Regions from separate parts of the Sus scrofa genome. Here region 1 is linked to region 2. The links are chromatin contacts, called in public HiChIP or PLAC-seq maps. All regions are on one chromosome and are shown on one strand. Each heading gives the region's core, a stretch centred on a gene start, on an enhancer-like site or on the middle of the called end of the contact. The rest is flanking DNA. Distances are from core to core; before and after follow the strand shown. Region 1 overlaps LOC102157601 (a long non-coding RNA gene). Region 2 has its middle 20 kb from the start of TRAF6.

What was found. HiChIP or PLAC-seq counts read pairs in DNA pulled down with a chosen protein or histone mark.
Region 1: an H3K27ac HiChIP or PLAC-seq map of alveolar macrophages shows a contact between it and region 2. The contact joins two enhancer-like sites. A contact is called at or near these places in 1 of 47 Hi-C or Micro-C datasets (embryonic fibroblasts) and 1 of 2 datasets of contacts at active chromatin or transcription factors (alveolar macrophages).

The regions. Positions count from the first base shown.
Region 1 is chr2:25,258,095-25,263,629 of Sscrofa11.1, reverse strand. It overlaps LOC102157601 (a long non-coding RNA gene), which reads left to right. Exons shown (of 7, transcript XR_001306887.2): 2 at 482-655. Among named protein-coding and RNA genes, the nearest start is that of LDLRAD3, 110 kb to the right of the region's middle. Within about 2 kb of position 2,824, at least 11 of the 83 cell types and tissues checked have an H3K27ac peak or open chromatin away from gene starts, as enhancers often do. A contact at or near this core is called in alveolar macrophages, where this site is marked.
Region 2 is chr2:24,625,298-24,630,792 of Sscrofa11.1, reverse strand. It overlaps a transcript of TRAF6 not described here. Among named protein-coding and RNA genes, the nearest start is that of TRAF6, 20 kb to the right of the region's middle. Within about 2 kb of position 1,847, at least 4 of the 83 cell types and tissues checked have an H3K27ac peak or open chromatin away from gene starts, as enhancers often do. A contact at or near this core is called in alveolar macrophages, where this site is marked.

The sequences.
Region 1 (5,535 bases), core at 1,575-4,074, 630 kb before region 2:
TTACTCTTTGGAGGTCTCACCCCACCCACTTCCAAATGGCTTTCAGAGTATTTCTTCCAACTCCACACAATTATGTCCCTGAAGGGAGTTTTTAAAGTACAATTTTTACCTCATTTCAATTTTAGTGAATTTTTACACCACTCCTCACCCCCAACAGACCAGTCATGTGTCATGTGTTACGTGCTTGTGTGTGCGTATCCTCAGGCTGGTGATTCAGTGATGAGTCTGTTCCCCATATAGAAAGTGTGTATGATATTCCACGTGGTCACAGGCTGTCTCCTACAGAGTTCATGCCCTTCCCAGTAAAAAAGAGACACAGGGAGGTATTTTCTTAGGAGATTATTAGATCCACTGGAATGTAACAAGAGCATTGAATAATGGTAAGGAATAAATATTCTTTACTTGCTGGAGCAGCCGTCTTTCCTCTGCCTCCTCCTTTTCAGCCCTTTCGTTAGCCGCCTCTGACCCTTTCTCTCCCAAGGACACAGGCGCATCATCCAAAGGAGCTCATGGACACACACGTGCCTGGAAGAGGCTGTCACCTGAGTGGTCCCCAGTTCTTACCATGATGTTGCGCACCTATCGAGGGCTTCTGTTTCTAGGAATGCTCAACACATACGGCCTTGAACTGGATTTACCCACCATCTCATTTCAGGTGGGTAAATGCACCAGAACAGCAAGACAGCCAGGTAACTGGGGGGAAAATGACTTCAGCCAATTGTTTGGCAGAGGTAAAATGGGACAACTACTAAGTCAATTGAATTATGTATTTTAAAAAGAGGTTTCATAGACATAGCTGAAATGAAATCTTCCTGCGACCTCAAGCTTAAGGTCCTTGTACCAAGACAACACACAAAGATTTGCTAAGGATGATGTAAGAGAGTGACATTTCCAATAATATGCTTCCAGTTAGATTCCTGTCCCAGCAGTGGTGGCCAGGTTCACCACACCTTTTGCCCAAGCTCCCCCTTTTTAAAATAGAGGTGGTTGGGTTCTCTTTTAAGTGAAATAATAGATTAGAATGCCTGGGTCTGGTATTTTTAAATTCATTTTAAACAACTTATATGCCCTGTTTGTCTATTTCCTCATCTCTAAGATGGTGATAATGATAGAACCTACCATTCTGGGTTCATGAGATGACCAATAAGATAATGCATAAAAGGTGCTTAAGACAGTGTCTGGCACATAGTAATCCCTCAAATAAGATAGTTATGAATAATATTAGGATTAATATAAATTGATTGATGAATATTTTCAAAAGGCTTTGAAAAGAAATTTGGTTATATCCAATCATTTAACTGAAAGAAACATGAACGTACAAAGTTTTTTGCGTAAGAGTGTCCATGTAGCCTTGTATGTAGTAGCAAAAATGTGGTAATGACCTAAGCGTCCATCAGCAGGAGACTAGCTAAGTAACTTAGAGTGCTTCCATATAGAGGAATAATCTACAGAAAATCAAGGGCGGATTTCTTACCGCCTGTTCAGTGCAGCCAACGAAGCTTTTGAAAATCACTGAGTCCTCTGTGTTTAGATTGGCAATCACATCTTTCCTTCCTGCAATCACAGAATATTCTCTGGGATGCTAATGAGATGATGATTTCCTTTTACTGGGAATAGTGGATTTGCCTCACTCAAGCCAAACTGAAGAGATACAAGCCCTGAAAAGGAAGGGATAGAGGGGCTTGGCTGAAAGATAACTGTAGTTCCTCGTACAATCTCATCATCTTCCTGTGACCTTCAAGTCATAGGGGCCGCCAGGTGGACCAAAAGAGTTAAGAGCCTGACTTTGGCCATGGAAACCCTTCTCCGAGTTTTCTAGCATGAGAGGAAGAAAAATTCACGTGCTGGGCCATGTTAAAATAGGGACAACGGAATGACATTCCTCTTCCCTGTGTTTCTCCAGTCCCAACCCTCAGTCTGCTGAGTGGGGTTTACCTGTTCACAGTAACCAAAAGCACTAGCTTGGGAATGGAGCTAGGCACCTCAGCTGCCTTGCCGCTTTCTAACCTCAGCTCCTCCAAAGAAAAGTCCTCATTGCTGCCCTGGGTGATTTCTGCCAGCCAGGAGCACTAATCACGATTCTCTTCCTCAGAACAGGAGCTGTCACTCTTCATCTGAGCTTCTTGTTTTGTTTGGGTTTTTTCTCTCTATCCCTGGGCTACTCTGTGCTTCCCCATTTTCTTTGCTGGGCAGGGCCCATTTTATTTCAATTTCTTGAAAGAAGAAGAGACAGCACAGGCCACAAGAAGGAGGAGAGTTGTAACCCTTACTCCTTGTTCCTGCAGACTCCATCTCCTATTATAGTGGGAGGTATAGATCCTTGTATATATCCTTGAGCTCTCCATTTTGACCTTGACCCTTCAGAGTTCTTCTTTGCCTTTTTAGAGGCACAAGGAGAAAGCTGGAGAGAAAACCTCTGCCCCCTCTAGAGGTTAGAGCATGCAGTGAACAGTGAGTTTGAAAGCACATTGAAAAGCAAGACACTGGAGACTTTTAGCAATGAAGAGCACGATGGTAGGACTGGCAGATTCAGGCCCCAAACTGCCTTGAAGAGAGATAGGGGTCCCTGGTTGCCTCTTAAGAGCTATTGTTCTTCATTGTAAGTCAAGTCTGACCTTTCCTCTTGCTCTCATTTCAGCACACTTTTTGATGAATATTGACACATATAAAGTGAGGCAAGACTGAATCCTTGATACCTCAGTTCTCTTGCCCCTGTGGCCAATTTCCCCATTAATAAGAACTGGAAATTGTGTTTCCCCATGCAGTGCCAAGCTAGGCCAGCAGGGGTCTGACATTAGTTGCTTTTCACCCACAGTGACTGACGTGTGGCTGTGTGAATTTGAAGTAAAGAGCTAACAGCCACAATTTGAGGTGGCAGAACTCATGGGTATACACTGTGCATCCATTTCTGTAGTAAGACTATAAACAGTTCAGCTTAGTGTAATTGCTTGTCTACAGTGAAGCGCTTGGCTTAATCCAGTTTTCATGTTTACCCAGAAAATATACTCTATAAGGGAACTACCTTAATCCAGGAGCTTAGACCTTCCTGATTTCTGTCCATAACAGTTCACCAATTGCTATTCATTCCCTAAAGAAGATGCCATCAATCATCAAATGACATGAAGTGCTAATGTTAATTTTAAAAAAGCAGTGTCTAAAAAAGCAAAATAAGTGTCTCCAACTTACAGATGCTATTGTAAAGAAAGACATGGGTTTAGTATTTCTGGATCTTTTTTTGGGGGGGGGTCTTCTTAGGGCTGCACCCAAGGCATATGGAGGGTCCCAGGCTAAGGGTCTAATCAGAGCTATGGCTGCTGGTCTACACCACAGCCACAGCAATGCAGGATCCGAGCCGTGTATGCGACCTATGCTACAGCTTATGGCAACACCAGATCCTTAACCCATTGAGCAAGGCCAGGGGTCGAACCCGCAACCTCATGGTTCCTAGTTGGATTTGTTTCCACTGCGCTGCGACGGGAACTCCTGGATCATTTCTTAAGTTTGGTATTTCAGACAGTGGGTCTTTATGTTTTTCTTGAATGTATTTTTATTGTGGATGACTATTAGTTCCAATAATTATTAAATACCTAAGGAAAGTATTGTGCTTTCAGCTTTCAAAGCCCTTTCACACATTACTTCATCTGGTCCTTTATTATACAAGAAAGAAATTACTAGTCTCATTTTAAAGCCAATGAAATTGAGGCTCAGAAAGATAAAGAGAGTTGCCAGAAATCACACAGCTGGTAGTGGGAAAGCCGACAATTTTCCATGCCAATGCAGCAATTAAAGCCCATGTATATTAAAGGACTTTTACATGTGCAGACATTTCTATAATGTAACCTTATTATGAATTGTCCTTTTTTCAGCAATTAACCTAATTTTACTTATTAGTATCTATTTATATCTGGTTGCTATGCTGTAAAGTAATAAGATTGTAATTTCCTTATATTATGGAATGCATGCTTTTCATTAAGTTGCACATTCCTTTCCTTCACATGGCCCTGTTCTGTGTTCTGCTCTTTGATGAGATGGCAGAAGCGGCAAGAATCCAGTCTTCCGGGATTCACAGATTCTCCCTATTTTGAACAGGCTACCTCTGCCAGACAGAGATGATTAAAACTTTTTTAATCATCAAAACAACATGAAGAGCTAAGTACTATTGTTTTTCCAGTTGAGAAAACAAGAACAGAGAGGCTATTAAGTGCTAGAGCTAAGATTTGTACCCAGGTGGCTTGGCCCACACCAGGTTCACTGTTACTGTGGGCACCCACACAACAGCTTCCAGCCAGCACAGAGGTAACAGGAAGGACTCTAGAATGTCCCCACAAGAAAGCCAGTGGTTTGAGGACTAAATGAAGAGGGGTATGCTGCTATACCTTGGAGAAGAGGAGAGAAATGGTACAGATTTTTTTTTTTTTTAAGTCCTGAATACAGATTTTTTTTTTTTTTTTTTTGTCTTTTTGCCATTTCTTGAGCCGCTTCCCATGACATATGGAGGTTCCCAGGCTAGGGGTCCAATTGGAGCTGTAGCCACCGGCCTACGCCAGAGCCACAGCAATGCAGGATCGGAGCCGCATCTGCAACCTACACCACAGCTCACGGCAACGCCGGATTGTTAACCCACTGAGCAAGGCCAGGGATCGAACCCATAGCCTCATGGTTTCTAGTCGGATTCGTTAACCACTGCGCCACGACGGGAACTCCATGAATACAGATTTAAAGGAACTTTATAGTCAATATTACGATTTTGATGTTAACCACTATGAGCTGCGCCGGTTTTGTCAAAATCCCTCCTCACTGTCTCCCCTCCCTTTTATTAGAAGTTCAGTGACCCCAGACGCAATTAAGGAAAAACACCTTGAGCCTAGTCATCTGTGGGAATCTACTCTGTGTGGAGCATTTTGTAGTGTCTCTGAAATGGGTCTTCAGGTAGTCTGTCTAACCAGGGCGCTGCTGTAGCCTCCCTGTCCCCCTGGGCCCTGGGAATATGCCCTGTCTCCCAGCTCCATCAGTGAGCCTGATTGCTCTAAGGGACCCTCCATCAGTCAGCAGTCAATGGTTCAGGATGAACACCAGATCTGGGACTTCTGGAAGATTTCCTCACATCTAGGAGAAAGCCATGAGAAAGCCCCAAGGCCCCAATTCTTTTCTTTCCCTAAGTGGTGTGTGAAAATTAATACATAAGAACTCATTTTTTTAAAGAGTTTTATTTTTTCCACTATAGTTGATTTACAGTGTTCTGTCAACTTCTGCTGTACAGCGAAGTGACCCAGTGATATAGATATATATGTGAATATATATATATATTCTTTTTCTCATATTATCCTCCATCATGTTCCATCACAAGTAACCAGACATAGTTCCCTGTGCTATACAGCAGGATCTCATTGCTCATCTACTCCAAATGCAGTACTTTGAATCTACTAACCCCAAACCACCATCCATCCCACTCCCTTCCCCTCCCTCTTGGCAACCACAAGTCTGTTCTCCAAGTCCATGAGTTTCTTTTCTGTGGAAGGGTTCATTTGTGCCATA
Region 2 (5,495 bases), core at 598-3,097:
CAAACAAGAGTTTGTAAATTGTTCTGGATTTTTTTTTTTTTTTTTGTCTTTTTAGGACCAAATCCACAGCACGTGGAAGTTCCCAGGCTAGGGGTTGAATCTGAGCTGCAGCTGCTGGCCTGCACCACAGCCACAGCAACACCAGATCCGAGCCAGGTCTGCGACCTACACGATAGCTCATGGCAATGCCAGATCCTTAACCCACTGAGTGAGGCCAGGGATCGAACCTGCATCCTCATGGATGCTAGTTGGGTACGTTACCACTGAGCCACAATGGGGACTCCTGGATCTTGTTTTACTAGCCCTTCAGTCCATAGAAGAATTCAGAGGAGCAGTGGAACCGGAGCTTTCCTTTAATAAAACTGACTACCTCAGGCTGAGTCAAGGAGAGAGAGGCAAGAACATCAGGAACAGCCAAGAGGCAAGACTGTGAGTGGGCAGGGGTGGGTGGGGTGGTGGCGTGAGGTGGGGGATGGGGCTGGAGCCCAGACTGGGTGGAACAAGAGCAAGGCACAGTCTGGAAGGCCCCACTAACCCCAGTGGACACTTGACTGTGTGTGTATGTGTACTTGGCCTCTAGCCTTCTGGGCTACTTTAAATCCTCAGATCTTGACTCTGGAGGCAAGGCATTGTGATAAACCCATTTGTGCTCTGGGGACTATATTTTATAAGTGAAAAAAGAACAGAAAATATCAGAATGCATCAGATGTACTAAAAGCAAGTGTTTGATAAACCTTTCATGTTAGGTGGGTACATATTATTTATTCATTTATCTCTATCTAGTCTAATTTATTGTGGGTAGTGAAAAAAAAATTCCAAAAACATGGACCCTAAAGGCATAAAAAACAGTCAATTTCAATTCTATTACTCTAATTGTATTCAGAAAACCTGCCTTACTTCCTTTCCATCTTTCACAATGGCTCCAAAGGAATCTCAAATCAGTTGGAAATAAATTCTACGTTCAGGCTCCTAACTAGTCTAAGAAGGAATGACTAGTTACCATCCTTAAGCCCTTTCGGTGGGGCTTTGTCTACTTTATCTAGACACCTCAAGTGAAATGACCAGCCTGGGCAAAGGAACTAAGGATTAAGACGAAGAGGCCAGACCTCCTCAGACAGAACTCGCGCTCTATTTTTAAATCACCCTCTGCCAGTCAGGATAGAGCAGCTAGGAGGAAAGTGGGGTAAGAAGGGGAAGGATTATTTTTCAGGATTTGGAGATCTATTTTTCAGTGCAGTTCTATTATTTAGCTTTCCGTAGCATAAATTCTGTGAAGATCAGACTTGCTGACCCACTTTTATATTAAAATGTACAAAACCCTACCCAGCCTAGCAAAAACTTTGTGATTATGCATCATTTTCTGCCAAGGCTACAACCATCACTTTACGAAGTAATCCTACCCCTGCTGGTCCTTGTACAAAAGTTAGTTTTGAGACTATGACAACACTGTAACAGACATCTGTAAGAATGGACTAGATGTGTTGTTAAAACCTGAAAACTGCCTGAGAAGACAAAACAGTCTAGTCATTCAAGCAACTCTTAATTTAGCTTATCTTGCAAGACAAGTGAGGCTAACTTGACCTATGTCACTTCTTGCTTATGCCTCTGAAAACCATAAGCGAAACTTAAACTGTTCCCCCAAATTGATAATAAACACTAACCAATTCTCTTTCATTTAAGAAAATTCTAATACTGTAAACAATAACTATTAACAAAAAAAACACTGTCCCCAAGCTAGATAAGCTGCATTATAACAATACACTTCTGAGCTGCATTCCAGGTTTTGGTTCAAATGCTCCCAGTTTGCAAACCTTTGGTGCATGTGCAATAAACTTTTACCAATTACCACTTCAATGATTCATTGGTTTTACTTCTGTTTTTTCCTGAACTTTTGACAGTGTCAAATGTAACCCAAGAGGCAGAATTTTTTTTTAAATTTCTATAGCTTATTCTGGGATTAATAACTACTTCACTTTTGAATATTTAATTTAAAAATAAAGGTGGGGTTTTATAAAGCAATTACATGTCTTACCAGCTTTCACATTCCACGTAGGGAAATTAAGTCTATTTTAGAAGAAATAGGGGTTGACCCTTTGAAAGCTTATTAAAAATGATTTTAACTGCCCCACAAGAGACAGCCATTACTTCAAAACTTATCCATGGAGCATCTGAACGCTAAGGAGGGGCGGGGAGAACACAGCGCAGAAACTGGTGAGAACTAAGGCTTCTCATTTACCTGTTTCACAATAAGTTCAACCAGTTGTCTGGTTTCACACTCTCACTAGTTTCTTTCCCCTTGGGCCTAATTTTGTTTTGCGAAATGCAGTCTTTCAGGCTCTGGGGCAGAAACCACAGCCTAAACCAAGGACTAGAATGAATCCTCATTTATTATTTCCTGAAAGGGCAGAACATTAATTTCATTTCAAGTGAAAATTAGTGCCTATGATTTTTTCCTCCCTATTAGTGAGTTACAGAGTCTCCAAAATAGAAAAAAGACAAAAATTAAAGCAGTCTTACTAAAAAACAGTTGAAATATCCGTATTTCATTTTATTTAGAGTACTTGTGGGGTAAAGATACTGGTGTAATGTAGAGGCTAAGAAAGTATCAACAACCAACAGGAGGGGTAGGCATGTCAGTCTGGCATGTGTTTTCTTCTAAGTTAATATTCAACGAGGTGCCAATCAGGGAACACGGTTTGGATCATATCCTTGCAACCAAGATGTGGTCTAAGGTTAAAAACTCATGCCTTTGAGAGATAAACGTGAACCTACATTCATCACACGGGTTTAGAAACAAGGCACCTGATCGACTACATGGAGCACAGAGACCCTGTTTAGCCCTTGGTTGACCCTGCAATTCAACTGTATGGACCTGACGGAGACAGCCCATGGCTGAGCTGGCAGAAGCAGGGCTGTTCCATGCTGTGCGTGGTGGGGGTCGGGGAGCAGGGCAGGGTGTGTGGCAGTTAAGTCAGGATGGCTTCCCCACCCTTTCACACAGCCTGTTCTTAAACTGAACATTGATTTTCAGTCTTTGTAGGATAAATGTCTACCTCCTTCCCCTTTTCATTCACCCCTTCACAAAACACAGTATTTCAGAGTCCAGATGGGTTAGGAAAACCACTCACAAATTCTGTGGCACTAGTAAGCTTTAAGCAACAGCAAATTTTTTGTCTTTTTAGGGCCGCACCGTGGCATAGATCCCAGGCTGGGGATCAAATCAGAGCCACAGCTGCGAACCTATGCCACAGTCACAGCAACGCAGGGTCTGAGCCGTCTGTGACCTACACCACAACGCTGGATTCTAAACCCACCGAACGAGGTCAGGGACCAAACCTGCATCCTCACGGATATTATGTCAGGTTCTTAACCTACCGAGCTGCAACAGGAACTCAACAGCAAGCTTTTTGCTAAGATGCTTTGACCACTGCCTGTGCTTTAATTTTTCAGAAGTCAGAGTTCATTCCATAGCTTGTCATGCAGTTAGACATAAAGTATATATATTCTTTAAATAAAGTGTCTTTCTTAAAAGACCTAAGCACTAATAAACGCTACCCATTACTTAATAATATCAAATTTCAAATTCTAGTCCTAACTTTACAAATAGATAAATGGACGCAAAGAGAAGTGATCTGCCAATGGTCAGTCGGGAATAAAGTCTACATCTCCTAGCTCCTAACTGAGTGGTTTACACACTAAATTACCCTGCCTCTTCAAGTCCTCTGGGAACATAATCCTGGAACCTTGTTTATGCAAAATGGGCCCAAAATTACATTCTCACCAGAGAAATTAATTGGATAATTTATCAAGTGTGAAAATAACATTAGAATATTTTGCACAACTGATCAAAGACTTTCAAATAATTCTATTATAAAAAAAAAATCCCTTCAGGCAAAATACATTAAGACTGAAATTCAGCGTGACAGAGTTTAAAACTAGCTTAAAGTAAGGACCACAATTTCAGCTATAATGCAAACATCACAGGTTTCCCCAGAGTTTAAGACTACTTGTTTAAAGCTGTTCAATTATCTTAGCAGTGTGATTTTTAAAGAGAAACCAAAGCTGATGAAGTTTCTTTAAAGTAGTATATACTTTCTTAAAAACAACAAGGTCCTACTGTATAACACAGGGAACTATATTTGATATCCTACAATAGACCATAATGGAAAAGGATATGAATAAGAATATATGCATATGTATAACTGAATCACCTTGCTGTACAGCAGAAATCAATACAACATTGTAAATCAACTACACTTCAATAAAACTTTTAAAAAGCAGTCTCTCTTAAATAAGGCAAATGTAACAAAATGTTATTTATAAGATTCTAGGTAGTGGATGGTCACCATATAATTCTTTCAACAATTCTGCATGTTTGAAAATTTTCACAGTAAAGTGCTAGGGGGAAAAAGCAAAAAGAAAATGTATTCCTTACCACCTAAAACTTACATGATAATAACCTGCCAAAAAGTGGTGTGCTACAACCAGTATTTTCACTAAATGTGCATTAATAGTATTTGAGTGTGCGCCAGGCATTGGGCTAAGTCTGGGGTTTCAGTGCGGACAGACCTTGCCCCTGCTGCCCAGAGCTGGGTTCTCTTCAGGGCTAGAGTGGAACAACTCCTTTCTGCAGACTCAAAGATAGCAACTGTGAAGCTAAGTACAGCTTATCACATGCACTTGGCAATTTTTTAAAGAAAGCATTTCAAAGGAAAAACACAAATAACTATTTATTGTCCCTTTTTCGTTTCCTTAAGGCACTGCACTCTTTAGGGTCTATGCAAATAGGCATCACAAAAAAACCCTGATGGTATTTCACTTAAAGCAATGAGAATTTAACAGGCAAAACAGGAAAAGAGCAGCAGTAACTGAATAAAGGAAAAGTATTTTAAAGCCTTAAGTTAGAAAACTCTAATAATTAAAAATGTTTTCTAATTGCATGCATAATTCATAAACATGCTTAGTTTACCTAAGATATATGGTATAAAAACAGTAATGGAGGACAATTTTATACCTGCCACAAAAATTAACTGCCAAAGACCATCCAACATTTCTGCTACGGTCCATCATTGGGGGCAAAAAATCACTTTTCATTCTATTTTACCTTTTCCTATTCTATTTTTTCTCCCTCCAATAAAAGTTGAATCATTTTGTCATATACCCAGAAACTGTCATTACTGCAATAAACAAAGGATAATAAAAACTACCAACCTACCAATCAACATCCTGACTTGTTCTCCAATAGCAAAGGGGTATGATCTGCAGCAAGTTCCATACAACTTTGGGTTGGACACCTCTGGGAAAAGAGGAAACAATTTCCTTTTAATTTAGCAATGTCCTAAGAAAAATGTTAAAAGGTAAACAAAATATAAACCTGCAGCCCCCAAACTTGTGAGCCAACTGGGTGAAACCAGCATGTTTCAGAGTGGGGCAGGAGGCTTGAAGAGTGTAAGGAAGAGACCCACTTTCCAGCTAAGACCTGAGTCTGAGTTGAA